Regions from separate parts of the Ovis aries genome. Here region 1 is linked to region 2. The links are chromatin contacts, called in public Hi-C maps. All regions are on one chromosome and are shown on one strand. The core of a region is the stretch at or near the end of the contact, and the rest is flanking DNA. Distances in the headings are between cores, read along the strand shown.

Region 1 (4,969 bases), core at 1,856-4,355, 45 kb before region 2:
ACAGCCGAGGATGAGACGGTTGGATGGAACAAGTTTGAGCAAGCTCCAGGAGTTGGTGATGGACAGGGAAGGCTGGCACACTGCAGTCCATGGGGTCATAAAGAGTAGGTCACGTCTTTTGGAAAGATGAACTGAAATGAAAGATACTGATGGACTAGCCTAGGGTTTTAAAAGTTGAAATGGTGAGAAATGGCTGACTTGGGGCTATAACTTGGAGAAGAAAGTTGGTAGGACGTGATAATGGATTAGATGTGGTGACTGGTGCCGGGAAGAAGAGAGGGAAGAGACTTATCAGGCACAATGACTAGTCTTTTGGTTTAAGCATGTGGGTAGATGGCGGTGCCACAAACTATGATCGGGGGAAACTGGGAGAACAGGATTCAGGGGGAAGAGAGGCCCAGAAGGGGTCAATGGTTCTGTTTGGCCATGTTAAGTCTCAGAGGCTAATTATATTTCAAGTCAAGATACTGTGTTGGGACTTCTCTGGTGGTCCAGTGGTTAAGAAACTGCCTTGCAAATGAGGGGGCGAGTTCCATCTCTGATCTGGGAAACTTATATCCCACATGCTATAGGGCAACTAAGCCTGTGCACTGCAACCAAAGATCCATGTGCCGCAGCTAAGAACCAGCACAGCTAAATACACAAATATTTTTTAAAAAGATACTCCGCAGGCAATCAGCTAACGATAGCTAAGGGGCAAAGTCCAGGAGAGAGGTATTTCAAAACAAGAGATAAGATGAGATCACCCTCTGACTAACAATAGATATAGGGAAAGACAGAGGGTGGAGGGTTAGATGCTGAATTACAATACAGGGAGATGTGTGGTCTGAACAGGACTACAGGTTAGTGGAGAGGGAGGTTGGTCACTCAAAGTTCCATGGAAGAATTAGACTTGAGCTCCTAGAATCCACAGAAAACCAAGCAGTGACATTTTATCAGTGAGGACGCTGGTACAGTGGGGGTAATTTGCAATTAGTTATACAGCTAGTGACCTAACTGTATCTTGGCATTTGAATTACTTTAAGTTAAATGTGCAGCCGAACCCAAGGCTCCTGCATTGTCGGCGGATTCTTTACCAGCTGAGCCAGAAGGAAAGTCCAAGAATAATGGAGTGGGTAGCCTATCCCTTCTCCAGGGGATCTTCCCGACCCAGGAATCGAACCTTGGTCTCCCGCATTGCAGGCGGATTCTTTACCGTCTGAGCTATCAGGGAAGCCCCTAAATGTGCAGTAAGGTACGTAATTAAGAGAGATGAATGCCACGCACCTAGAAGCATGGACTTTGGAGTCATTCTGCTTGGATTCAGATTCTGGACCTGCAGGAGGGTGACTCCAGGTACCTTACTCATCATCTCTTTACTTCAGTTTTCTTATCTGAAATGGGCATACTACAAATAGCTATCTACTTATGGGCTGCTAACTCTGTGCGTTCCTGGTACAAAGGTTTTACATACATTATTCAACACTCCCCTCCAATAATCAATGAAATTGAGTGCTATTACTATTCCCATTTTACTGATGAGAAACCGAGCGCACATTCATGGATTCCAAAAATATTTACTGTGCCTGCATTACACGCCAGGCATGTTTCTTCGTGCTAGGGGTGCATCACCCAACACAAAATCTCTGTGCAGCTTGCCTGTGATTTACTGAAGGGAGAAAGATGATAAACCCAATAAATATGTATTAATGGGACGACAGAGGATGAGATGGTTGGATGGCATCACCGACCCGATAGACTTGAGTTTGAGTAAGCTCCGGGAGTTGGTGATGGACAGGGAAGCCTGGCGTGCTGCAGTCCATGGGGTCGCAGAGAGTCGGACACGACTGAGCGACTGAACTGAAGTGCTATAGAAAACACAGCAGGGTAAGGGAACTAGGGAAGTTGCTGTTTTAAGTCGGGTATCCAGAGTCGATCTCCCTGAGAAGGCGACATCCGAGCAAAGATTGGAAGGAAGTGAGAAGTCGAGCCACCCAGGTATAGAGGAAAAGTGGACTCGAAGCGGAAACAGCAAGGGTGAAGGTAGACTCTCAGGTTGAGAGCATTTGCTGAACATCCACCAACAACGTCTAGTGCAAGCCGAGAGAATAAGATGTAAGAGGTAGGGGCTGTGTACCCAGCTCTAGGAACTTTGACTTTTACTCATGAGATGAGGTGCCATTGGACAGATCTGCCTGGGGAAGTGATATAACTTGATCTTATATTTAGGCGCAAGGTCCACTAACATCGTCTAGCGCTTAAGTCAGTGTTCTCAGGGTAAATGAATCCCAGCACAAGGCTTCAGCCACACAGCAAGCGCCCTGCAAGCGCTGGCCCTCTACGCTGGTTGCCCGCAACCCTTTCACTTAAACCTCGCCCCGACCTACCGCCCTCTAGTTCCCCAGTTCCAAGGCTCGCCAGCCACTCTGTCCTGTCTCCACGTAGCGCTTCCCCGGCTACGGATTGCGCAACTCAGGCAACCGGGCGGAGTCTGCACGTAGGCGGAGCGACAGCGGGCGGGAGAAGGCCCCAGAAACAGACGCGACGAGGAAGCCCGGAGCGCCCCCACGAGACGCCCACTGACTGCGCCTGCGCACGCGCCATCCCGGCGGCCGACATTCCAGAGCGGCAATCCGCCCCGCCCCAATTCCGGGGCGGAGTTCTTGCCTGCGCCTGCGCACAGCCTCGCCGCACCCTACGCCTGCGCGCTCCGCCGTCCCGGCCCCATCCCCCCCAGGTTTTTAGGGTGGTGGGGGGAGGGCGCGTCTCGGCGAGTCACGATGATGGCGGCCACCAGCCTGTGGTGAGCTAGCGGATTCTCTGCTGCTCTCGCAGAGCCCCTCGCGCTTCTTACAGACCCAGTGGCTGGTAACCGGGCGCGTGAGGAAGCACGGCGGCCCGAGCTCGCGAGGAAGGCCGCAGTCGCGGAGGCAGCGGCGCGGCCGGGAGCCAGGGCTGGGGGAGAGGCCGCTCTGCAGGGCGAATGTGACAAGCCCCCACCCCCACCGCCTTCCTCCCGAGTGCGCGAGGAGCGCGGGCGACCCCGGGGCCCCGCCAGGCCACAGACCCCGCCCAGCGGCCAGCACCCGGAGCAGGCCCGGCAGCCGAGCTGCGCGACGGCACCATGCTGGTCACCCTGAAGACCCTCCAGCAGCAGACCTTCAAGATCGACATCGACCCCGACGAGACGGTGAGTGCGGCGGGGCGCGCTGGGCCCGGCACGGAGCGGGGGCGGTCCGCGCGAGGGGCCGGGAGGGCCTGGGCTGGGGGTGGCGCGGCGGGACCGCGTGCGGGGCCCCGACCTCAGCTTCGAGCGCAGCCTGAGCGGGTAGAGCCGCGGTGCACCCGAGAGGGCATGGCGAGCGGGGGGTCTAGGGACCCGGGCGCTTATGAGGCCTGCGGGTTCCAGGCGCGGGTAGGGCCAGGGACCCGGCAGCGTGCGGCCCACTGGACCTTCAGGGTGGGCTGTGGGCTTTGTGGCAGGAGTGCGGGGAAGCAGTGGTCGGACACCGAAGCCCGAGTGGCATATGGCGTGAAGCACGCGTTAGCGGGGCACCGGAGGCCTCGGCCTGGGCGCTCTCGGTGGAGGGGCCAGAGGGGGAGGGGAGGTCAGGGTGGCCTGGGCGGTCGAGCTGCGCTCCGGGGTGTGGGTGCACAGGTTAGGGAGGGAGAGGTAGGCGTCGCCACTATCCCTGCGTGGACCTGGTTAGGCGCTGAGGTCTTGGAGGTGGTAACTGGAGATAATGAGCCTTAAATAAAATGGTATCAGGTTCCGTCAGCCGCAGAGTGTGAGTGCGAGGGGTGGTGAAAATGCCTTTTTTGCCCTCTTCCCCGCAGAATTGGTGACCATTTTATTTGCATAAATCTTGAATCGTTTCGCAGCAGTTCTCCCGCCACCCAGCCCACACCCATACGTAGATTGCACTTCGAGGCCTTTTTGGTGGTGAAGGTTGTTGCATTAGAGCCCTTCCAATAAATCCAGGCGCAAACTTAACTCCAGATTAGCAAGTTCCCTGTGTTAGAAGCCTTGAAATTGTAGGATCGGAAGTCTGCACCCAACCCCCAAATAATAGCCTTTCAGAGGAGAAATAAAGAAAATAAAAACTCTGACTCTCTTCTGTAAACTCTTGAACGACTCTTAACTTCACCTGTTAAATTCTCATGTCATCCTCTGTATTTGTGACTGCAAAAAGCCACTGTGTTGAAATCAGTACAACTTTATGCCAAGATCTAAAAATTGCCATTCAGTGTAAACTTACTTCTTGTGTTCTGGAAGTGTGAGTCTGTACACCTTTGAGGTTGTCACAGTGCTGTATTTACAGTAGCAACTTTCTGCCCGTCTGTATTTTTCAAAATAATTGATTCAGTTTTGGTGGATGTCGGGGATCTTCAGTTCAGTCGCTTAGTCGTTTCCTACTCTTTGCGACCCTGTGGACCGCAGCATGCCAGGCCTCCCTGTCCAGAGCTTACTTATTTAAACTCATGTCCGTTGAGTCGGTGATGCCATCCAACCATCTCATCCTCTGTTTTCCCCTTCTCCTCCTGCCTTCAATCTTTCCCAGCATCAGGGTCTTTTCCAGTGAGTCATTTCTTCACTTCAGGTGGCCAAGCATTGGAGTTTGAGCTTCAGCATCAGTCCATCCACTGATATTCAGGACTGATTTCCTTTAGGATGGACTGGTTGGATCTCCTTGCAGTCCAAGGGACTCTAAAGAATCTTCTCCAACACCACACTTCAAAAGCATCAATTCTTCTGGGCTCAGCTTTCTTTATAGTCCAACTCTCACATCCATACAGGACTACTTGGTGTTGGTTAATTAAATAAACCTGAGCTCCCATTTTCGGCTCTAACTTAATTTGCTATGTACCTGTTTTACAAAGATGTGAAGATTAAATAGTATTTAATTGGTGGTCAGTAAATGGAATCCATTATTAATCAATGGGTACCTTTGAGTGAGGAAGTTTTCTACATCTTGAATTTTCATTTTAA
Region 2 (4,628 bases), core at 524-3,023:
ACCTCTCTCTTATGAAAATAAAATTATGATTTTTTTCCCATGTTAATCATGTAGTTTAATCTTTCTGTGTTTATTCCATAAACACAACAAGACCTTTGGACTTTGTATTACCTGTATGTTTTATAATGGATTGTGCAAAAATGTCTCAGAATAAAATGAGGATTTGTAAATATGTTCATCTTTCAAAGTAGAGCAATGAGTTGGGAAGAGGGATGGCATTTCTGGTGAGATAACAGAGTATTCATTTATTTTCATGATATTTTATCTGCTATTTAATTGCTTAGAGCATAGTGAAAACTAGAAAAGGAGAGGAAAAAACAACCAGCAGCCACCTCTTCTTTTCTCTGGAAAGTGACATCAGGGGGTGATCGATCACATGGAGCTTTTGTCCTTGGACAGCAAAACTACAACTAGTGGGATTAATAATTACCAGAAGACAGTTCAGGCCAAGTTTGGGCCATTCTTTACAGTGCTCTGTTTATCTGCAGAAAGAATCAGCCATGACACCATGAAAGTAATAGGCTTTATGTGACCTTTTGCTGTTATCTTTTAATTTATAAACATTTTGGTGAATCTCTTAATCTAAGTGGCTCCATGACTTTGGAACTTTTGCATTGGAGGTATTCTGTCATCTGTTTCTTGAAATCTGTAGATTGTTTAGTTGCTCTGTGGAAGACCTGAAGAAGCTTAAGTTTATACTTGTTAAATTCTTACTGCCGTCTAGTCAAATATATTTTTACATTGTTTAAAAATACTGAAGTGTTCCACCATATGATTTTTTTTCTCCTGTACTCAATGGCTAGGATTCTAGAGAATTAATTATAAAATATTTTCAATATATCCAACATGGCATTTCTCATTTTTTAAAATGATTTTACTATATAGAATCTTAGATTGGAAATGGACAGTGCCCCGTCACTGATCCTTCTGTTTTCTTGGTTGGTGGTGAATTAGAGTGTGGAATGCCCAGCACTAGGTCGGTTTTATTGGGTCTCCTGTTTGTGTTCACAGTGAAAACATCAACACAGAGATGGGACACTTCCTAGAACGTATATATCAAAGTTTATGGGGGCTTTAGAGATTTCAGGGAGTTCTCCCTTTTCCAAACCTCTCTTCATTTCTCTTACATCAGCTAGCCTGAGATAGCTGCAAAGTATTCCAAAGCAAGCAGTTCCCAGGAGTCCTTCCTGACCACATCTGTGTTCTGCTGAACTGCCTGGCTGTGCAGCTCAGGTACAGTGTGTTCTTCCAGTTGACTTCCCACTGTCCATTTTGTTCCACTTTGTTCTAAGCCAGGGGCCAGCAAACTGCAGTCTCATGAGCCAGATCTGGCTCATTGCCTGTTCTATGAGCCACGAGCTAAGAATGGCCTTTACAGTTTTCAGTGTTTCGTTTACAAAAAGGTGAAAAGATTCAAATTCCAGTGCCCATAGTTTTCTTGGGACACAGCCATGCTCCTTTATTTACATATTATCTATAAGCAGCTACTTTTGTGCTAAAGAGGTTTGCTTTTGAATAGTTGCCACAAAGACTGGCCAGCAAAACCTAAATACCTTATGGCCCTTTACAGAAAGTTTTCCGTCCTTAGATTGCACTTAGGCCCATCATGTTACATGTTGACGCTTTTCCCCCCTTTTATTTGTCATTCTTGGCCTCTCGAGGTCTTAACTTCAGCTTGCTTTGCTTGTGACCACCATGGCGTCTTTCAGAGCTGTGCTATCACCCCCACGTACTCATTACCGAAGGGAGGAGCGCCTGGGTGTGCTAGTCTGGCATGTACGTGATGTCTAAAATTATTCTTCGCTATTGCTGTACTATTCGTTGTGCTTTAGTAAGATAACTAAAGCACCAAATGAATAAGTGAAAGTGCTATTCTCAGTGTGTCCAACCCTTTGCTACCCCATGGCCTGTAGCCCACTAGTTTCCTCTGACCATGGAATTCTCCAGGCAAGCATACTGGAGTGGGTAGCCATTCCCTTCTCCAAGGGAAATCTTCCCGACCCAGGGGGTCAATCCTGAGTCCCCTGCAATGCAGGCAGATTCTTTACCATCTGAGTCACCAGAGAAGTCCAAAATTCAGCATGAAGCGGTGTCAGAAGCACTTGGCATAGTGATGACTCAATCAGAACAGAAAAGTCGAATGAATGCATCTGGGAATCCTTGGGCCCTGGGATCAGACTTGGGTCGGTAAGAGGCAGGATCTTAACCACAGCTGGAAGAGTGAGTGGAGCCCTGGAGGGAGAGAGCAGTTGAACCTGAACTGTGTGGGTGGTTGGGGGGTAACGGTGACAGGGAGGTAGGGAGCAAAGCTTGGACTCGCTAGGGAAGAGAGTGCTGTGCACTGACGTTTGGGGAGCTGCAGCAAGTGGTGACCAACTGGTTATAAAAGATCTTCCCTATCATACAGTTAATATGACAAACGTGGTCCCTCGAGAAGGGTTTGCACTGTGAAGAGGAGGCTAGGAGCACCAAAGAAACATCACTGGTGATGAATTTGTTTCACATGTGCTGTGGATTCCACAGTGAATGGAAACGTGATGATCTTTGCCATTGAGCTCAGTTTGCACAGAGACTGGATACTAATGGATCCTTTAACGGGTACCGCGTAGCTGGAGCACAGACCTCTGCCTCCTGTCTCACGCAAACTTATTTTCTGTTCTTGTTGCGCTATTAGGTTTTCATCCTCTCTTCTCACCTGGCTCAGGATGAGTTACAAATGTTTGTAGATAGTGTTCCTCTCCAGACCATGAGGTGGTCTGCAGGTACCTGGCGAGGTTGGCCTCCCAAGGAGCCACGCCAATTTTCTCCAGTGTTTCTGTGACGAGAGCTGAGCACTTCCACACTTACACCGGCTCCAGATGGGCTTCCTGCCAGTGGCCTTTCACACCTAAAGCCTGCGTCTGCCAGGACTGCTAGTTGGACTGCAACCTTAAGTCTCAAAGGATATTCGATGTGGATCCTGAGTTTTGTTACTGACATCTTCCATCTCTATGACAAAGTCCAAATTTGTCTCAGAATTCTTTCTTAGACTGTATGGCAGTAAATCACAGAAATCAGCTGGGTTTTATTTGCCAACAATAGATTAGAAGAACACAATAAGTTACCTCAAAATTGGTTAAAAATTGGATGAGAATGAAAGAACTTGGGTGTGGCAAGGGATGCTTTTATGAACCCTGAAGTGATTTTTTGTTTTTCTTGGCAGCTTTTTCACATTTCAGTCCTATTGATGGTGGCATTTTGTGTGGTTTCCTTTGTTTTTGTTTTCAAATTTCTTTTTGGTCAATAAGTTTGCTTCTGCTTGTTTGATAATCATTTAAGGTAATATTTATCTCCACTTTAAAATAATTTGGTTATTTGGTTATTTGGTAAAATTTTGGGGTTATAAATTTTATGCTATGTTTGCATTTTTGCAAAGAACCTTTAAGTTTTTCATCCTTACACAATTTCAGACTTAGAGAAAATTGTGGGAACAGCACAAAAAGCTCCCAATTAAACCCACCCACTACTTCCCCAAACCCACTTATGTGTTGCAGTTGTCCTAGTGATGTCTGCCATAGCAGAAGGCCTCAGTCGAGAAGAACACATGCGTTTAGTTGGTTTCCAGTCTATACTGTTTCACAGGCCTCCCTTGATGTTTGGGAGCCTAACTTTTTTCTTTTTTTTTTGAGATTACAAGGTGCTTGTCTTATGCAATGTCCCTCAATTTATGTTTGGTGTTTCCTCAGGACTAGACTCAAATTATGCATTTTTGGAAAAAGTACTGCTGTGCCCTTTCCAAATGATGTGGTTTCTTCATCTTTTATGAATTAGCACTCACCTGTATTCTGGCATTCTCTGTCCCTCCTTTGTAATCTTCCTTCCTGTATGGACTCTATTCCTGTTTTATTCACTAGTATATGCTGCTGCCAAGTCACTTCAGTCGTGTCCAACTCCGTGCGACCCCATAGACGGCACCCCACCAGGCTCCCCCGTCCCTGGGATTCTCCATGCAAGAACACTGGAGTGGGTTGCCATTTCCTTCTCTAATGCATGAAAGCGAAAAGTGAAAGTGAAGTCGCTCAGTCGTGTCCGACTCTGCGACCTCATGAACTGTAGCATATAATCCATCATTATATTGATGCTCAAATTATCCTGTTTTTTTCTAAGATTTATTTTTTTGGACGTAGACCATTTTTTAAGTCTTTTAATTTGTTACAATATTGTTGGTTTTATGTTTTGGTGTTTTGGGCCATGAGGCATGTGGGGGCTTAGCTCCCCGACCAGGGATGGAACCCCCACCGCCTGCACTGAAAAGTGAATCTCAGCCGCTGGACTGCAAGGGCAGTCACTGTCCCGTTGGTTTTGTTCTTAAAAGCTAGCGTCTGTGTTTGGCATGTCCTTATCACTCTTTGAAGTATTTCCTTACTTTCTCACACAATAATATATTTCAGGCTCTTGGACTGGGTTGGCCAGATAGTTGGGGAAAACCGGAGTGAACTTTTCTGACCGACCTGGTGGTCTCTGTGCAGCAGTCCTGGAGTTTGCCACTTTCTGCAGGAAGCTCTGGTTCCCTTTCATGCAGATTGTATGTAGAAACCAACGCTACTGGAGTCTCACTGCTCCCAGGCATTTCAGTAGACACGGAGAAA

Evidence for each region. A called contact is a pair of places that touch in the nucleus more often than the background predicts.
Region 1: a contact with region 2 is called in a Hi-C map of liver, with 2.4 times the contacts expected there. The contact joins the promoter of LOC121818810 here to the enhancer-like site in region 2. A contact is called at or near these places in 2 of 16 Hi-C or Micro-C datasets (liver and muscle).

What each region holds. Positions count from the first base shown.
Region 1 is chr2:15,851,456-15,856,424 of ARS-UI_Ramb_v3.0, reverse strand. LOC121818810 reads right to left here and starts at 3,105. Exons shown (of 4, transcript XM_042244821.1): 1 at 3,052-3,105; 2 at 2,778-2,951; 3 at 2,367-2,674. The coding sequence starts at 3,105. It overlaps RAD23B (RAD23 homolog B, nucleotide excision repair protein), which reads left to right and starts at 2,749. Exons shown (of 11, transcript XM_060410812.1): 1 at 2,749-3,169.
Region 2 is chr2:15,805,501-15,810,128 of ARS-UI_Ramb_v3.0, reverse strand. RAD23B (RAD23 homolog B, nucleotide excision repair protein) reads left to right here. Exons shown (of 11, transcript XM_060410812.1): 11 at 1-845. Among named protein-coding and RNA genes, the nearest start is that of RAD23B, 46 kb to the left of the region's middle. Within about 2 kb of position 1,773, at least 8 of the 54 cell types and tissues checked have an H3K27ac peak or open chromatin away from gene starts, as enhancers often do. A contact at or near this core is called in liver, where this site is marked.